2 separate regions of the Mus musculus genome follow, and region 1 is linked to region 2. A link is a contact called in public ChIA-PET data. All regions are on one chromosome and are shown on one strand. Each heading gives the region's core, a stretch centred on a gene start, on an enhancer-like site or on the middle of the called end of the contact. The rest is flanking DNA. Distances are from core to core; before and after follow the strand shown.

What was found. ChIA-PET counts read pairs in DNA pulled down with a chosen protein or histone mark.
Region 1: an RNA polymerase II ChIA-PET map of effector CD8 T cells shows a contact between it and region 2, with 7 read pairs. The contact joins the promoter of Atp5g3 here to the enhancer-like site in region 2. A contact is called at or near these places in 2 of 115 datasets of contacts at active chromatin or transcription factors (bone marrow-derived macrophages and effector CD8 T cells) and 1 of 9 other capture datasets (pancreatic islet).

What each region holds. Positions count from the first base shown.
Region 1 is chr2:73,907,516-73,914,207 of GRCm38.p6, forward strand. Atp5g3 (ATP synthase, H+ transporting, mitochondrial F0 complex, subunit C3 (subunit 9)) reads right to left here and starts at 3,811. Exons shown (of 5, transcript NM_175015.3): 1 at 3,737-3,811; 2 at 3,440-3,545; 3 at 2,349-2,426; 4 at 1,669-1,862; 5 at 932-1,192. The coding sequence starts at 3,478. The coding sequence ends at 1,078.
Region 2 is chr2:73,466,210-73,472,328 of GRCm38.p6, forward strand. The region is part of intron 1 of Wipf1 (WAS/WASL interacting protein family, member 1); the gene reads right to left. Among named protein-coding and RNA genes, the nearest start is that of Wipf1, 60 kb to the right of the region's middle. Within about 2 kb of position 4,297, at least 129 of the 459 cell types and tissues checked have an H3K27ac peak or open chromatin away from gene starts, as enhancers often do. A contact at or near this core is called in bone marrow-derived macrophages and effector CD8 T cells, where this site is marked.

The DNA of each region.
Region 1 (6,692 bases), core at 2,561-5,060, 440 kb after region 2:
CTGTCCTAGAACTCACTTTGTAGACCAGGCTGGCCTCGAGCTCAGAAATCCGCTTGCCTCTGCCTCCCAAGTGCTGGGATTAAAGGCGTGGGCCACCATGCCCCGCTGTCTGTGATCACATGATAAAACTCATTTATCTGCTAATTTGTGCATTTGTGTGCCAGCCTACCTTTCACCTGTAGCTCACACTGTTTCCTGGCAATGTTTCATGTGCCAGTGCTCTTCTGTTTTTAAGTCTGCAGTTGAGCCACTCACTAGGTGGTCCTCTTGCTACTCAAGGTTTAGCATAAGGTGGAGACAAGCAGTGTTCTCAAGTGATCTCTTCCCTGGAAAATGACTCCCAGCCCTTCCAAACATCTCTGTATGCTTACTCATAACAGTAGGAAACTCACCTACTGGTTTTCTTTCTTTTTTTTCTTATTTTTGGTTTTCGAGACAGGGTTTCTCTATGTAGCCCTGGCTGTCCTGGAACTCACTGTGTAGACTTTGTAGACCAGGCTGGCCTCGAACTCAGAAATCCGCCTGCCTCTGCTTCCCAAGTGCTGGGATTAAAGGCGTGCGCCACCATGCCTGGTTTATGGTAACCATGTAATGAGATGGTTTTGTGCATTTATAACCTTGTTCAAGCACCAATCACCCAAAATGAAACTCCACAACTAACAGTCAGTCACCCACAGTTCCATGCTCCTAGAGTTCCCAATAACTTCTAATTGGCCTAGTCTCTACAAAGTTACCTATTTTATACAAACAAAATCACACTATGGGTCTTTTGCTTGGTCTACTTCACTAAGTGTTTTTCAATGTTTCATATTCATCACTTTTTCAAAACCAGGGTAACTGCTGTACCTTCCTCTGACTTGGACAACCACCTACCTCAACAGATCATCTTTATGATGATCCACACTTATATAAGTACAAATCACAGCAAGAATTAAAGTTTTCATCTTTAATGAAATGACTGTGGAAATAACATATATTTCCATGACACCAGTACTACAGTCTTCGGAGTCACAGCAAGATACACAGAATTACATCCGTAATTACTATGAATGCCAACATTTCAGGCAGTAATTTCTGTTACATGGCAAACAAGATCAAGAACGCAACCATCAAACAAAAGAGACCCATAGCTTCAGACAAGGCAAATCCCAGGATAGCATATGAGAACAGCTGCTGCTTCAGTGAAGGGTTTCTAAAAGAGACACAACACAGATGACTGTTACTGTGAAGCAACGTTGATGTCAGCACATTGGGTAAATGGTAGAGTCAGATATCTAGTATGGGGATCTTTGCAAGTCTCATGGGGGTGCTATCTCCTATACCACTTTGCTTTTGTCTCTCAGAGTATTTTACCCACTCCTAATCATGTGGCATAAAGTCAGGGAGCTATCTTCGTATGCAAATATAAATCCTCAGTTTACACCACCTTGAGGGGTCCTGACATTTGTGATCTCCTTGACTCTCCTGACTGGTTGGAGTTATAGGCGTGTTCCCTAGCCCCTAGCTCTATCCTCACTTATTTAAGTGACCAGTGCACACACAGCTCAGAATATAATGCAAGACACAGCAGACACTTCATTCAAAAGGGCTACCATTATTTCATCATTTCCCTCTTTCCACGTCTACTTTCCCACTGAGTCTTCACCTTACTCTGACAGACATGATTACCTGGCATAACCAATGATAAGACTGCCAAAGACTGTTCCAATACCAGCACCAGAACCAGCAACTCCTACTGTTGCAGCACCTGCACCAATGAATTTGGCAGCAGTATCAATGTCTCTGCTGATTACACTGGTCTGAAACTCCCTTCGGATCAGCTGACACACACCATTCTGGGCCCCATTAAAAACTGTAGAGCCCTGGGAAGAGGAAATAAGGCAAAGGTCAATTCAGTAATCACATTGATTTTAACTACTATAGTGCCAAAACCAGTAACTTCTTTATACTATAGCTTGGTATGAATAAATAATTGTATGGCTCAAGGAAAAAGAAAACCAAGAGCTTGATATAATTCTTATCTCGTATAAGATAGTTAACAAGACCTATACCTCTTAGGATTTTTAAAAGTATAAAACAGAATAATGAATATGCTTTTCAACAAAGCAGGCTTTTTTGGATAACCGTGGCTATTTTAAACACAGATAACTCAAAACTATAAATACAGCCTAAAATATTTATTTGCTAATTCAGAAGGTTGTGCTGGCCAAAAGTTCCTCTCAGTGGCTCACCTTCTATGTATTATTTAATAAAACTGGAAAGAAACCACCCATTAATACACCCCTTCATGATAACAACTCTGTAAGACTTATTGACAGTGTTTCCTAATTTCTGTTATTAATACTCACCTCTCCAGTCCTAGTCTCTGGCCGAGATAACACTGATGCAGAAATTGGTCTATATGCAACTCTGGATCCAGCTCGGATCTATTAATGGAAGGAAAAGAAAGAATTTCAAGTACTAAAGAGTACACATTAGTCTTCAGTGACCTCTTGTGCAACTTTAAACTCTAAAGGAGAAAGCAGAAGAGAACGAACAGATTTATTATCTCTGCAATTAGCATGGCCTTTGGTCATTGTGCATACACAAAGCCAACCTAAAATTTTATGCTAATGAACCATGGAATGTTCTATTTAATCTATCTGTAAACAAAAATCCTAAGACCAATTAGTTACCAAGTGACTGAGTGTTGTGGAAGTTTCAGTAACTGTAGTGCTGTAAATTCAAGTAAGTTATGTGGGCTCATAAGGGTGTCGCTATGATTTTGATCATTTACAACAGTCCAGCAGCTAATGAAGCTCCTACAATTTTCAAAGGATTCCTAAATACCCACTAATTCTAAATTTACTATAGAGTTAAGCATTTTGATGTCAGCTTAACAGCCGTTGCAATACTCTCACTATAAGGACATCTGGCAGTCTGGCTTCTCTGCCCTTGAGTGTCCACGGACACTAAGGTCACAGAAAATCCCTCCAGAACCAGGACCCGATTCTCTAGCACAAATCTTTTAGATTCAGACTTCACTTAAAGCCTCCAAAAAAGCAAGCTTCGGGGCTCCCCAACACCTTTCTCCGCCCACACAAGGAAGCAAAGTCCCTCCCTCTGCAGCGGCGAGTTTGACCTACAGACGCGCACGGGAAACGCTGTGCAGGCAACTAGGCCTCAGCTGCCCCTTCCTGACTTCTCAGCACCCCGACCTTCGCGTCGACCCCAACTCCATAGGGACCGGGCGGTGGGGGAGGGGCGCGCTCCACGAGCAAGGAGGCTGTGACCTACGCCCAGAAGGCCTGTCAGCTAGGCCTCGGGGGGGACACATGGCCGGGAACTGTCTGCGGGCCCCAGGGTTGGGAGGGAGGGAGGGAGGAGAGGACATCGGGGCAAGGGTGAAGGAGAGCCGGTCCCTCGGCGTGAATGCTGGGCCGAGGCCCGGGTTACGCACCAGAGCGGGGGTGCGGGCGAGCTTGGCGCAGGCGAACATCTTTCTTCCTGGCGGCGCGGCGTGGATCTAGGTGACAGGCGACGTGGGCTCCTCTCCCGCTTCCTCTCTGCGGAGCGAAAAGAGGCTTAAGGTCAAGTGTCCCCCCCAGGGGCCTGTCCTTGCCACCCCGGCCCCGAGGGGCCCCGCGCAGGCGGTCAGCGTGGCCGCGTGCCCGGGAAGCGCAAGCCCGGTGGACAGGGCCGGGAGACCCGCTCCGCCCCGGCCCGGGCCCCGCGCCCTCCGTTTACCTTCGCTTACCTCCCGAGGCGGCGGCAGTGGCGGCGGCAGAGGTCGAAGCAGTGGGGCTGGGCGCGCAAGCGCGGTGCGGCTCTTATCCGCGCCGCAGCACCCGGATGGAGAAGGCGGGGGAAGACGCTCAAGGTCACTTTGTAACAACTTTATTGGTAACTCTCAGAGGAGGACAATGACAGGCCCCCTCCGTGACCGGCTGGCGGCCAGTGAAATGAAAAGCACACTGAAGACGACTCTTGGCTTTGTTAGTGTTACTAACGGTGCAGATAATTTTTAGTTGTTGTCGCTATCGCAGACTGAGCCTCGCTCCTTGCACGTGCCAGGCAGGGGTTCTCCCAGGGAGCTACAAGCCGACCCTGATTTGGCTTTTATTTCAAACAGGGTGAGTTGCTCAGGCAGGCCTTGAGCTCAGTATGTAAGTTAGGGAGAACCTTGATCGTCCACTTTCACCCTTCCAAGTAGTTAGCTTCTTCATAACCAACTCCAGCGGGATTATTTCTTTGTAAGACTCTAAAACAGGGTTTTTTGTTTGTTTGTTTGTTTGCTTTTGTTTAAGACGACAAATCTTTTCTCAGAAGACCTACCTAGAAGTCCTGGGAAGAACAAATGACGGTTCAAGAGCTTTGCAACTCTGTAGACTAGGCTAGCCTTCAACTCACAGAAATCCTCCTGCCTCTGTTTTCCAAGTGCTGACATTAAAGCCATGTACCACTGTGTTCTGCTGCCTTCCACCATTATAACTGGGAGAATTAAGAGATAATAATGTATCATCATTTCGGACTAAAAAAGTGCCTGAATAGTTTTCAAAATCTATTCAGCACCCAGTTCTGATAACTTTGAACAAACCAGATGGATGCAGAAATGTCTCAGATAAATGGCTGTAGTTCAACGTCTGGTCTTCTTATTGATTTTTTTAAAATAGTTTTTTTGAGATAATATAATCTCATAGGTTCTCCCCTGTTTTAGGGTTTTAATGCTGTGAAGAGACACCACGACTACCGCAACTCTTAGAAACAAACAAACAAACATTTAATTGGGGCTGGCTTACAGTTTCAGAGGTTTAGTCCATTTTCAGCATGGCAGGAAGCATGGCAGTGTTCAGGCAGACACGGTGCTGGAGACAGAGCTGAGAATAGCTGAAGGAAGAAGGCAGGCAGCCAGAAGAGACCACTGTTAGCCATTATGCTTGCCTTATGCTTCTGAAACCTCAAAGCCTGCACCCCCCCCCCCCCCAGTTACACACTTCCTCCAACAAGGCCACACCTCCTAACGGTGCCATTCCCTATGGACCCGTGGGGGCCAATTTTTTATTCAAACACCACTCCCTCCCATTTCCTCCCCCCTCCTCCTCCTAGACACTTCTTGACTTTTCAAATCTGAGGCCTCTTTTTCTTTAGTTTTATATACATATTTAGTTGTATGTATATATGATATGTTTTTAGATATAAAATTATAACTTGCTCAGTCTGTTTGTTTTAACCATAGCATTTTCTCCAGCCTCAGAAAATCACCATTGTTTTTGTTTTGAACTTGACTATTCTAGATCCTTCATCTAAGTCCTGCATTATTTGTCTCATTGTAACTAGCTGCTGTTTCTTTTAGTTCATTACATTTATTTATTTATTCTGTGCATATGTGAGGGCAGACAGATGTGTGTATAGGTGCATATGCCACAGTGTGCATGCAAAGGTCAGAGAACAGATTGAGGGAGCCAGGGCTCTGTCCTCACCATGCGGATTCCAGGGATTGAATTCAGGTCGACAGGTGTAGGGCCAAGCAAGCACCTTGACCCACTGAGGCATCTCACAGCATACTCCTGCTTTTCTTTTTTTATTATTTCTTTAATGTATATGAACACACTGTAGCTGATTTCAGATATACCATGTGGTTGCTGGGAGTTGAACTCAGGGCCTCTGGAAGAGCAGACAGTGGTGCTCTTAACCCTCCAGCCCCATTTCTTGGTTATTTTTGAGACAGGATTTCTCTCTCTCTCTCTCTCTCTCTCTCTCTCTCTCTCTCTCTCTCTCTGTGTGTGTGTGTGTGTGTGTGTAGGCTTGGCTGTCCTAGAACTCACTTTGTAGACTAGGTTGGCCTCAAACTCACAGAGATCCTCCCGCCTCTGCCTCCCAGGTGTGGGGATCAAAGTTTTGTGCCTCCACAGCTAGACAGTTGCCCTTTTCTTAAGGTCAAGTTTTGGATTTTGAGATTGGATCTAGTCATACAGTCCATGCTGGCTTGGAACTTTGTATTCTCCTGCTTCAGTCTTGAGAGTCCTGGGTCACAGCACCTAGTTAAAGACTGATGTCTTTCACACAGCAGATGTTTTTATTGTTTATCCAGGTTGAGACATGTGTCAGAATATTTTTCTTTTCTAAGGCTGGATAATGTCCATATGTATGTATGTATGTATGTATGTATGTATAGATGCATGCATCACACATGGATTAACCATTCACTGGTGAAGGACACTTGGGCTGCTACTACTCTTTGGCTATTGTGAATAATGCTACTATGATCATAGTTGTAACAATACATCTGAGTCCCCACCTTGAATTATTTTGGATACATAGCACAAAATACTGGATCATATAATAATTATATTTTAAAAGGACATGCTGTCTTTCACAGTGGCTATACCATTGTATATTTCTAAAGTAAATACAAGGTTTCCAGTTCCTCCATATTCTTACCACCATGCACGCTCACTCCTGCTTTTTCTCTACTCTCTTTTCTTTTCTCTTCTCTCCCTTTCTCTCTTCCCTTTTCTATCTCTGTCTTTCTCCTTCTCCTTCTCTCTCCTCTTTCCCTCCCTTCCTTCCTTTCTTCCTGACAGGGTCTAATGTATCCCCATCTGGCCTGAAACTTGCTCTGTAGCCAAGGGTTACTGCGAACTGCTAGTTATTCATAAAGGAGACAGTATGTTGGAGGGAACAAGAACAGAAACTAAACTTGGTTATTGTTG
Region 2 (6,119 bases), core at 3,047-5,546:
ACATTACAATGGACATGGCCTTTCTTGGACTTGCTAAGATGACCAATGGCTTTTCACGGTAGTCTCGTCCCACCTGTTTAGTCCAGAGCAGTGGTTCTCAACCCGTGGGTTATGAGCACATTGAGGGATGAACAACCCTTTCACCTAAGACCGTCCTGCTTATCAGGTATTTACATTATGAATCATAACTACCAAAGTTACAGTTATGATGCAGCAACAAAAATAATTTTATGATTGGAAGTCACCATAACACAAGGAGCTGTATTAAAGGGTTGCAGCATTAGGAAGGTTGAGAGTCACGGACCTAGAGGCAAAAAGGTAAACAAAGGAACAGTAATTGTGGATGTTTCCAGTGGTAACACATAACAAACAGAATATAGGCCTAAGCAAGGGCCTGGTCTCTCTGAGCTAGTGGGAAGCGAAGCCACCAGCCTAGCAATCTGGCCAAGTTCAGCCACTGCCAAGTGATGGCACCCTGACTGGGGAGACACCAGTGACAGGAGCTGAATAGAGCTGTGGTAAAATGTGGCGCCTCACAGAAAAGAGTTCACGCAGCCAACCCTCGCCGGCAGGGCGCTCGTGGAGAGCGGTGTGGAGATCAGGGGTGAAATCCTACTCTGTTCACAGGACCTCCTCCATATCCACGCTTACTCTTCCCTGAGGCCACATACCTTGAGGAGCCTCCCTTGTTTTCCTCATCCTTGACACAGGCTCTATTAGCCCATGGTGATCTTCCTCACCCCTTTGATTACAAGGTCTTACTTAGCCACGAGAGCGCTCCTCCCCTCCTTGATATAAAGTCTTGCTTTGGACCCATGCTAATAAGATGACTAACAGCGCTTGTACTCCCGACAATCCTCTGGCCTCAGCTTCACAGGGGTTGGGATCACATGATGGACTTCCATAGTCTGCCCTCTATTTTCCAGTACTGGTTATCAAACTCATCCTCCATGGTCTAGGTAAGGGTGTCCTCAGGCACACCCAAGACGTGGAGGCTCAGTTTTGAAACTCCTCCTCTACTGTGGGCACTTCCCTTCAACACTGAGGGCACAAAGGCTGAGGGCAAGCTCCCTCCCACTGCTTCCTCTATCCCACTATTTTGAAAACGTAGATGACGATTTCTCAGAGATGCTGAGAGATAAACAAGGCTGCAGCATGAACAACGGCTCAGGCAACAGAGACTAGTGACTCTCTCAGGCCCAGAGCTACTCCAGCCACTACCTGCACCATGCCTGAAAACAGCCTTAGACAATGTTAACATCATAACACTTCATTCAAACATGCTCCAAGACAATTTTAAAAAAGAGCGCACAGTTATTTGTTGAAAAGCAAATGATATCTGGTATCACTTTACTAGAACCAAGTGTTTGTAAACAAAGGACACTCTAAAAAAAAGAAAAAAGAAAAAGAAAAAAGTTGAGTTCATGGAAAAAAAAAAGCCCATGGAAAAACCTACTCAGAACTAATTTTCTAGTAAGGACAATTTCTCTGACTTCAGACACACCAGAAGAGGGTGTCAGATCCCATTACGAATGGTTATGAGCCACCATGTGGTTGCAGAGATTTGAACTCAGGGCCTTTGGAAGAGTAGTCGGTGCTCTTACTGGCTGAGCCATCTTGCCAGCCCCCTCCTCTGCCTCTTATATAGAAGAAGCTGTTGAAAAGAATCAGTTTTAGCACGTGAATCTGATACTATTACCATCACTACAGAAGTTCATGCTGATACATTTTAAGCTTCTAGCTCTGTTTTCCTTTGTAAAAAGCATAAAAAAAAATTTGAAGTTTAGAATTTACTCATACGATATTTTAAAGCGTTACTCTCTTCACGGCAAAAGCAGTTAACAAACTTATGGGAAAGAATGTGTAGTTGGCATACTAACATTTAAAAGTATTAAGGTCTTTTACTGTTCAAAAATATTTTAAAGAATAATAAAAGGAAAGCCAAGGATGGCCTTACTCAAACTTCTCTCTGTCTCTCTCTCTCTGTCTCTGTCTCTCTTTCTCTCTCTCTCTCTCTGTGTGTGTGTGTGTGTGTGTGTGTCTTACTCTGCAGACCATGATCCCATGATGTCCTCAAACTCAGTCATTCTCCTGCCTCTGCCTCTCCCGTCCAAGGAGTTACCATGCCTACTTTCAATTTCTACAGTATATCAGGACCTGAGAATCTAGGAGCATCAAAGATTTAGTAGCGTCCATATTCTAAAGCCTGGTGTGAATTTCTCAGATCAGGCAGATGTCAAGCAGAACACGACCCTGTCTAAACCTCTGCATGTCATCATCAGGGCCGACGCCTCAGTAGCAACATGAAGCATTTCCTGGAGACCCCAGCCATATTACTGCCAAAAATCATTTTCATGAACTCACCCTCAAACATGAAACACAGGGTAGGGCTGCTCTGCTGTCCCTCGGTCACCATTGTACCGAGCTGGCAGGAATCTCTCCCTGTACAAAACTCTTTCCAAGCAAAGACTTGGGAAGAAGTGGTACGCTGATACCATGGTGGGGGGAAAAGTCCTCAAATACAAAGATAGCTCAAAAGTCTCTGTGGATAGCTTAATGGAAATAAACAACTCAGTTCCAGTTCAAAATAATCCCAAGAGACCAGTTTACTTTGGCCATAGCTGCATGCATGTAGAAAGCTGAAGGTCCTGCTTATGCAGTAATTGTGTTGTGTGCTAAAGGAATGAATAGCCAAGGCTGTCCACCCTGAGGTCGGGATGCAATAAAAGATACATCTGCCCAGTGTGGCTGCAGAAACAGAACCACACGAGTCTGAGAGGGTTTCTCATCTTAAGAGAGAGGGGGCTCCCGGCCATTTTGCTCTCCAGGAGCTAGAGCAGGTTTGACACATTTTCCTGGGGCTGCTCTTCACTGGTAGCCCATTCTGAGTCCACAACAGTCTCCCGCTGCTGAGACCTGCGCATGGAGACTTCTTGCAAGGGACTTTCCCTGCAGAACTAAGAGAGGAGAGGGAACCCTGAGAAGCCATGGTCTAACCGCTGTCTTGAAAATTGCCAGTACTGAATTTTCATTTTTGCTCGTTTAAAAACAGTCTGCAGCTGGACCTTGTGGTACCTGCCTTTAATTCAGGGGGGCAAAGCAGGCAGGGCTCTTGAGTTTGAGGGCTGCCTGCTTTATACAGTCAGTACCAGGTCAGCCAGGGCTATGTACTGTGACCCTGACAACAACAACAACAACAACAACAACAACAGTAATAGAGACCAGTGTTTTACTTGGTTTTGGGAAGCAGCATTTTTCTGTTAGAGCAGTTGTTTTTCTAAACAAAGGGGTGTCACCCAGCAAAATTTCAAAAGGCATTTGATATTTATTTCACATAAACTTTTACTTGAGATGGACCTCGTCAGCCACTTTTAAAATCTTGCTTTTAATCTCGGTTTTATGCTGTTCTTTTGAAGTATTTAACCAGATAGGATTAAGGGCACACAGATAATTCTTCATTTTTGGTCATACAAGAAAACTGACCTCATGCCTGAAGGAGCATTCTTTTCCCTTTGTCCCTTGGGGATGGGAGGGGAAAACGGAAAGAGTGACTAAGTTTAATATTTTGTGTCATCAACTTTTAGCAGGTTGGTGAGGTTCACTCAGGGCCCAGATCATATGTTGGAGCAATTCTGACAATTAAACAGCAGTTTGCCTCTTCGGGGCTCGGCTATGACACTGAAGCTGGGCTACCTGCTCATGGTGGACTCGGAAGGCCTGCTAAAAAGCCTTACACCTTCTGCCATTTGTCTTTCTAGGTGGCTCGCCACTCGGCCAGCCTCTGCAGCTGGTCAAACCAGCAGAACCTTCTAGAGTGCCCTGGAAAGAGCACTTAAGGGCTAGAACGAACCTGTGTTCAGTGTTTCCATGCTAGTCTCTGGCCAGGGGAAACACCGACTCAGAGGCATCTGGAAAAGACAGATGGCTCAGAGGAACAAAGACCTCTCCAAGCCAGAAAGCACCAGCCCACCTACGTGCCCACCTGCCTGTCCTCAGCTGCATGCAGACACCGAGCCAGTGCCACCAGGGGCATGGTAGCTTAGGTCAGACACAGCCTGCAGACCAGTGTGGTCCAACTCCCCAAAGAATAGGTTCTTATCACATCGGAGCACAGAGTAGTGGAAATGTGTGGTTCTTTAGCAATGCCAGAAAACAGAGACATGTGGTCTGTGGGGAGCTCTACGTGCAGTGTTACCATCCCCCACAGAGCTTTCACACAGGTCTCTCTCAGTTCCAGAAGAGCATGAGAACGCTCGCATCTCTCCGTGTGGTGTGCACACCACGTTTTTCTTGGCTGTTCTGTGAACAGGCGAAGAGAGGGGTGGGACTACAAGGTGAACCATTCAGAGGTGGAAAGGGTACAGCCTATAAAGGCCCAAGTTCAGCCAACGTCTTTGAGGTTTTCTTTCATTTCCACAGTTCTGAGTCACATAGCTTCCTCTTTGGACTTTAACAATAATTAACGAGTCTTAGAAAATGAATCAGTATTCATTGGAAAATGCTAAATGTCATCTTGTTCCTTATCCATGGTTTTATGTCCTTTAGAAATGTTTTTCATGGTCTCCAAGACTATTCAGAATTGAAGTTCTGTATTCGTAAGCGCCTCTGTGCTGTGTCTCCATTTCCCTGTGAGAGCAACGCCAGCCCTAGCCCACTGGGAAAGAGCTGACCCCTGGACCAGGGAGATGCCCACGCAGGATGCAGCTCACACTGTGAGCTGCTCTGGCCTGGAAGGATGGGAGAAGGAAGCCCTAGACACCTCCAGTCCCTCCCCTAGTCTCAGAAGAAGGAACTGGGAAGCATGGAGTCCAGGCACAGACAGAGGAGAGGCCAGCATCTGTTTTGTAGGGATGTAGGCACCTGAGCCTTCAACAATCCTTATGATATGAATACCAAGAACAACAATAACTAACAGTTACTGAACTCTTGGTACGTGATAAGGAGTGTTAAGTGTCATCAACTCCTATCTCACAACATGGTGGTGGTCTTTATGATGATGACTGTGGTAGTGTTGGTGGTGGTGCTGGTGATGATGATGGTGGTGGAGGTGCTGGTGATGATGATGATGGGGGGTGCTGATGATGATAATGATAGAGTAGTAGCACAGACAAGGCAAACAACATAGCAAGAATCTGATCTTACATGATCTGTCTCAGGAGCCCATGCTTCAACATGGTAAGCACCTCCCTTGGTGCTGGCCCTGGACTCCCTGCCTCCTTTATTGCCCATCCTTACAAGGAAATCCCTCAATAAAAAAGTCTGACTTAGGAAATGGTGCAAGCTCTGTTGGAGGCCTTCCTTCCTGGGATGCGGGGTTAGTGTGAGCTTAAGGGGTGGCCCAGTGTCCTACTAAAGCTGGCTGGATTTGTTCTGAAAGAGGACACTGCTGAAGATGGTCCCATGGGCATTTTGGGGCTCTGGCAAGGTGTCACCTGAGGTGAGGCACACAGACACCTCTTTCTTCACTAGCCTATTGTGTGCTCGATCCTGGATTCCCACTGCCCCCAGTCACTGCCAGGTGTCTGTGGCCCTTACAAGCCAGTGTGTTACCAGACACCAGGCACCAGGTCCTCCATCTTTCTACATCTACAGCACTCAAAATAGTCCCTTTGACAAGCATTTCATGTGTGCCTTTTTTTCTTTCTTAAAATATGAGAATAGCATGCATCAACTCTGGAAATCGGTGACACAATTAATTTTTTAAAGATTTTACAGTGGTGATAGGAAGCAATGAACATTGATAACTTTTTTTTTTTTGAGACAGGGTCTCACGAAGCTGTCTAGCCTAGGCAGGCCTTGAACTCCTGACCTTCCTGCTTCTACCTCCTCAATGCTGTGATTATTGGAATTACCCATTACACCCACTCACCCACCGACAACTTTGGAAAGCATTTTCCTCTAGTTTTATATATGCCTCAAATATTTTAAAGTTAGAATTATTCATGTATGTGGTTCGGAATTATCTCTTAACACAAAACCTTCCTAGGTTTTATTTTTTAAAAAATATTTAGTTTTATTTTTTTGTGTGTGTATGGGCGTTTTGCCTGAATGTTATATATGTACACCACATGCATGCAGTACTCACAGAGGCCAGAAGGGGGAGTCAGAAACCCTAAAAG